Regions from separate parts of the Mus musculus genome. Here region 2 is linked to region 1. Evidence: chromatin contacts called from public promoter capture Hi-C data. All regions are on one chromosome and are shown on one strand. Each heading gives the region's core, a stretch centred on a gene start, on an enhancer-like site or on the middle of the called end of the contact. The rest is flanking DNA. Distances are from core to core; before and after follow the strand shown. Region 1 holds the start of Fam174a (family with sequence similarity 174, member A). Region 2 has its middle 140 kb from the start of St8sia4.

Region 1 (2,840 bases), core at 119-2,618:
AGATCTTCAATATTTATGCAAATAACCAAATACTGGTCTTTTCTGCCAAGCTTACGTGGGCAAGGCCAAACAATCTTTGGGTATCTGCATAAGTAAATTACACAATTAAAAAAGCAGCTAGTCATATCATAATGCCATGGCTGTGCATTTCTGTATGTGGTCACTGAGTCCAGGTTACTGGGAGCTTATCTTCAAGGGACTGGAGTCAGAGACAAATGGCTAATGGGTACCAAGTTGGATGCTTAGCATAAAATGAAGTTTTGTTAACCCTCACAAGGGAAATACTTCAGCTCTTGTTTGAAAATGCCTGCAAAATTAAGTAGAATTCACAGATACCTGTCTTGTGACGTTCTGCATTTTAAGATTGGAACAGGCTGTCTAGAACATGTCTTCAGCTGTGATTTTAGAGGTCCTCTATAGCTACTGCAGTGTCTTCAGGGTAATCCTAATAGTTTCCAGGACATGGACTAAATTGCAGTTCCAGACCCTTAAACAGCTGACTCTTGACAGATGTCTGAGAAAGCCTTTTAAAAAATCTGTTTATAATAGACTGAAAGAAAGCTCAAGAAAGAACTAATCATATTTATACACAACCCATGCTCCAATGCCCCAGGCAGGTGTCTGGTTTTTCTCAGTGTTACTTGATGGAAATCTTAGATAAAGGCAACATTATTCAAATGTAAGAGAACTAAATTTGGAGTTCAAGTTCTGTAAAGTAAACTAGAGTAGGCAGATCACAGCCCCAGGTATTTGCTAAGGTAATATACAAACTTTCTCTCTTCCATAAGTTCAGGGATAGTTTTGCAGCTTGAGGCAGCCCATAGCAAAAACTAGTTAACAGGGGCACAATTTTCTTGTTGGTTTTATTTCAAAAGGATGACTGTAGGTCTCTGGAAATTGACAAGAGAGGTTTTTACAAATATTTACACTTTAAAGGGGGAAAACCTGAATAAACAACTTTACATTTTCCAAAGAAAGGGATTCCAAGAATAGTCGATACCCTTACAGCTAGAAAAAGCTCTCTTTAAAGTTTGTGATCCTCCTGAGGGAACTGAGAGGAAGTGTTTACTGATTAGATGTAGTTATGAAGTTTGACATCAAGGAAATTAAATCGAGTTTCCTATTGCTCCCGTTTCCCCACTTGGAAAGAACTGTAGGCATAACTGTTCATCTTGTTCAGGTTACCCACTCTGGCCCAAGCCTTTTCACTATTAGGAACACTCCTGAAACATGGAAAACCTAGTTGGGACCTCTCAGAGCGTCCCACAGCTACGCGTGCGCAATAGGCTCGAACCTCTGACGTCACTGAGCGCAGCCCGCCCCTACATATTAGCAACCGGAGGCGTCCGTAGCAGCAGTGGCTGCGGGGATGTACGAACTTCCGGTTGTCCCGGCAGGCTGCTGCCGCCGCCGCCGCCGAAGCCACCCGGCGCAGTCTCAGCCACCCGCTCTCCTCCGGAGAGTCGGCTCTGCGGTTCCGGCGCGCCCATGGTCGGCGCTGCGGACCGGGAGGCCGGCCCGGCGGCTGCGGCGTGCTGAGAGGCCGGCGTGGAGACCATGCCGACCCCGCGCGGCTGCTCCGGGCCTTGCCACTTCCTGGCTCCGGCCTTCGTGTTGTTGTTGCTGCCCGCTCTGAGCGGGTCCGGGGCGGTACCGTCGATGGTGGTCAGGGAGGTGCAGGAGTCCAAGTCTCCCAAGCCCGGGCCGCACACGCTGTCGCCGCTTCCTCCGGGCCCCACCGCGGCCCAGCCTCGGGGCCAAGCTCAGTCTGATGCTGCCGGGCTGCCAGGCGCGGAGAGCCGCAATGACAGCATCCCCGGGGCGGGGTCTGAGGCGGACGGCCTCGAAGGGAAGGCCGGAGAAGGTTCCCAGGGTGGCAGCCTGGCCGTGAGTCCCAGTCCTGGCGACAAACCCATGACCCAGCGGGCCCTGACCGTGTTGGTGGTGGTGAGCGCCGCGGTGCTGGTGTACTTCGTGGTCAGGACCGTCAGGTGAGGCACAGCCTCGATGGGCACCCCCTTGCAGCCTAGACCTGGCTGACAGGTGACCTGCTCCGTGAAGCAGGGACAATGTCTGTGACCTGGGCTTGACTTAACCCCTGCCCCCGCCCCAGCGTCAGGAACTGGAATCTAAGACCATCTGGTTGGCTGTCTTAATGGCCTGTGCTGCCTTAGCTGGTGACACAAGCTGTTGCCTTTCCTTTAGAAATCAGTAGCCTAACCTCAGCATCTTGCTCTCTGAGGCTTGCCTCTGCCTTCACAGACCCTGAAGTAGAAGTGCTCTTCCATCCCCAGGAATTTTGATTACAGTGCGGTGAAATACTTCTCTCACTACTCTGCAGTTGGTGTAACTAACACGTTTTGCCTGTTAGAATGCACTCCTATTTCTGAGGCAGGGTACCATAAAAGTAGCGCACAAAGTCCTGATTGGATGTTTCACTTTTGCAAAACTTGCCAATTATGTTTCTTAGATGGTGCCCTTAATCTATCCCAAAGTTAAATTGTCCTCAATTAATTGGGCGCCACATCTCTGGAGAGGTGTCACATAGAGGAAGACCCCCAAGCAGAAGGGGCTAGCTAGCCAAGAGAACAACTGTGGTTTCCCTTTCCCTAAAATGAGAGCAGATGGTATTTTGTGAGATCTGTACTGGTTTGTTTATTTCCTGTTTTCCAAATTACTTCACACTTTCCCATAACTACACACTACCGTTACTTAATGTCCTTAAATCCTCAAAACGAAATGTGGATTTTTAAAAAATAAGTACTTGTAAATGGAAAGCCAACATGGCGTGTCTTAAGTGGTTGATTAAAATGGTACGGTGTTTCTGTGTCGCCCAAACA
Region 2 (3,019 bases), core at 339-2,838, 220 kb after region 1:
TAAACCATGAGTAGCCTAAAATTAATTCATTAAACACTTTCTCTGGAGTTCTGTTCTTATCCTTGTCTGTCATCAGCTATATAATACCGTCCTATAGCCACAGATGAGTGTACTAATGTCCTCCTACAGGGACCACATACAAGTCATACTACAGTTACATGTATGTGCTTAGGAGGTGAACATTGCCCTTGCCACCATCAGCAAATCCTCTGCTCTCTCTGGTATTAATGAGTATTAGAACCTAATTGTTTATAGCAGATCTGCCTGGGAATAAACTCAAAGGCTTCTAGCCCTCTTTACTGACCAGCACAGAAGATGGAAAAATACTTTATGCTACATTACAACAACTCGTGAAGATTAGAATAAAACTCAGCAATGCTAACTAGAAATTTAGTTTATGTTATTCAATCTGTTATTAACATGAGCTCTGCTCAATACAAAACTGGCTAAGGATGTTCAGAATAAATCATTGAGGAAAATCTCAATATATACAATGTTTGAATGATCTTTCTACAAGAATATCATATTATATTTTTATATTATTATCTTAAGGTAGATTGTCATTATATCTCCCAGACTATCCTGGGATTCACGATTTTCCTGACTTTCCCTCCTGAGGATAGAGATTACAGTGGTCGCCCCTACACTCTGTTCCATTAGTATTGAAAAACCTGGATGGTTTCAGAACTCGAAGAGCATATGTTATAAAATAATTAGAAGAGAGTTCTAGGGGTTTCTCTTCCAATTCCATATATATCCTCCGGATTGATATATGATCTTCTTTTTATGATAACATTGCTGAAGACGTAGGGCCTGATAAAATGTATTACTTTGAAGTCATGCTTTAAAAAATACATCACAATTTAAAATACCGTTACTGTTTTTTATATATGCCCGAAATTATGTGATACTATCTACATTCAACCAGTTTTGCATGTCCAAATAAAATTTAGTAATCTAAATTGAAAAAAGTTAAGTGTGTAACAAGTTCATAACTTAATCTCACTGTCTCATTGTTTTAAAATATAGGCACCTTTCGGCTGTCATGATAATTCTCCAGGGAAATAATACATTAAACAGGATTTAAGACATTAACACTTCTCAGTCCCTGAGGAGTAAACATTTTGATTTCTAGATGTTGGAGATTCTCACCCTTTTTTTAAATAAACAATGTCACTAGAGTCCCCTGATTCTTTCCTAGGCTAGCTGCTACTTCACGGGAAACCTTCTCAAAGTGTCTAGCTAGAAGACAGACTAGGTGGTACCTCTTTCATTGGCTTCACTGTTATCATGATAAAACAATGAACCAACTTGGAGGAAAAGGATTTGTTTTTAGCTTACTGTACATCATTTCTATCAAAATGGTAGTCAGGGCAGGAATTCAGGTCAGGAACTGAAGTGAAAAACCATGGAGAAATGCTCTCTTCTGGCTTGGTCTCTCCGACTTGCTCAGGTTGCTTTCTTAGACAACCCAAGACTCACTGTCTTCCTGTTCAGGAGCAGAAGCACTCACAGTGGACAGGCCCCTTCACCATCAACTACGATTGAAAAAAGTACCCACAGGCCAAACAGAGGAGCAATTTCTCAATTGATGTTTCCTCTTTTCAGGTGACTCTATTTTCTGTCAAGTTGACGAAACCTAACCATTGCAGTACCTTACCTCCTTTCAGTCATTTACAAGGTATTTATAAACATAATACCTTCATTCTGCTTATTCAGAAACAGGTGGGCCTCTCTTGTCTGAAATGTTATACCAGAGGGATCAGCATCCTTCCTGGAACAGAGCAGGTGTTTAAGCCTAGCTCTGAGGGGATAAGAGAATAAATGAGTACCACCCTGACAGTGGAGTCATAGCAGCTGGTATGTTAATCAGTTGGTGAAGAATTGTGATAAAGCTTTTGCTAGGCTAGCACTTGCCTTATCTGTTGCAAATCACTCTGTTTGATTGTTATTGAAGATGAAATCTTTTTGACACCAGTCTTTTCCCATGTTGTCACTTTGGCTTTTATCCTCATTCTTATGACCTATACTTTATCAGTTCTCCTGCCCACAAACATTAATCTATAACTTCAAAACTCTATATATGGGGATTTACAAGAGCCACATAATCAAGATCATTGTTTGTCAAAGGAAGTTTTCACACTAATATTTCAATAACTCTTTGTGGGAGTCAACATTACTATTTTTAGACAAAGGACTTACATATTCCATATTTCTTTTTTATTAATCATTTTATTCATTTACATTTCAAATGATATCCCCCTTCCTGGTTACTCCTCTGCAACCCCCCTCTCCCCCCTCCCCTTTGCCTCTATGAGGGTGCTCCTCCACCCATTCACCCACTCCTGCCTCACTGCTCTAGCATCCCCCTACGCTGGGGCATCAAGCTGCCACAGGACCAAGGGCCTCCTCTCCCATTGATGTCAGATAAGATCGTCCTCTGCTACATATGTGGCTGGAGCCCTGGATCCCTCCATGTATACTCTTTGGTTGTTGGTTTTGTCTCTGGGAACTCTGGGTGGTCCAGTTAGTTAATATTGTTCTTCCTATGGGGTTGCAATTTATATTTCTTTATGTGTGTATACATGCTTGTGTTGTGAGAAGTGGACTTGCTCTCATCTCTTAGAGTCTATATTCTCACGGAGAAAATAAACAAGGAAACAAAATCCACTGCCTATTTTAATATAATCATTATGTAGAGATCATGTCAGCAGATTAATTACCATGATCTGCATGCACTTTGGTTTCTTTTTCTTTGTTATGTTTCTTTTCAATCTTTACTAAGTACACAGTACATTATATAAAGTTGAAATTTTGACCTTATATATGTCTTTAATGCATCCTTCTCTCAAATCTGTAAGTCATATGTAAAATATACACACACAAATACATCTATCTGTGCATATATAACTTAGAACTGAGATATTCTACAACTTTATAATTTTAATAATTGTTTACTACCTAAATCCATTTGTCTTCTAGCTTCTCTTCTGCAAATAAATATATTAGCCCTCAAACC

What was found. Promoter capture Hi-C pulls out the DNA fragments that hold promoters and counts their contacts.
Region 2: a contact with region 1 is called in a promoter capture Hi-C map of neutrophils, with 3 times the contacts expected there. The contact joins the enhancer-like site here to the promoter of Fam174a in region 1. A contact is called at or near these places in 4 of 39 promoter capture datasets (the C10 cell line, HPC-7-derived erythroid cells, macrophages and 1 more) and 5 of 9 other capture datasets (adipose tissue, bone marrow-derived macrophages, liver and 2 more).

The regions. Positions count from the first base shown.
Region 1 is chr1:95,312,260-95,315,099 of GRCm38.p6, forward strand. Fam174a (family with sequence similarity 174, member A) reads left to right here and starts at 1,369. Exons shown (of 3, transcript NM_026321.4): 1 at 1,369-1,991. The coding sequence starts at 1,558.
Region 2 is chr1:95,529,678-95,532,696 of GRCm38.p6, forward strand. No RefSeq gene overlaps it. Among named protein-coding and RNA genes, the nearest start is that of St8sia4, 140 kb to the right of the region's middle. Within about 2 kb of position 1,589, at least 11 of the 459 cell types and tissues checked have an H3K27ac peak or open chromatin away from gene starts, as enhancers often do. A contact at or near this core is called in neutrophils, where this site is marked.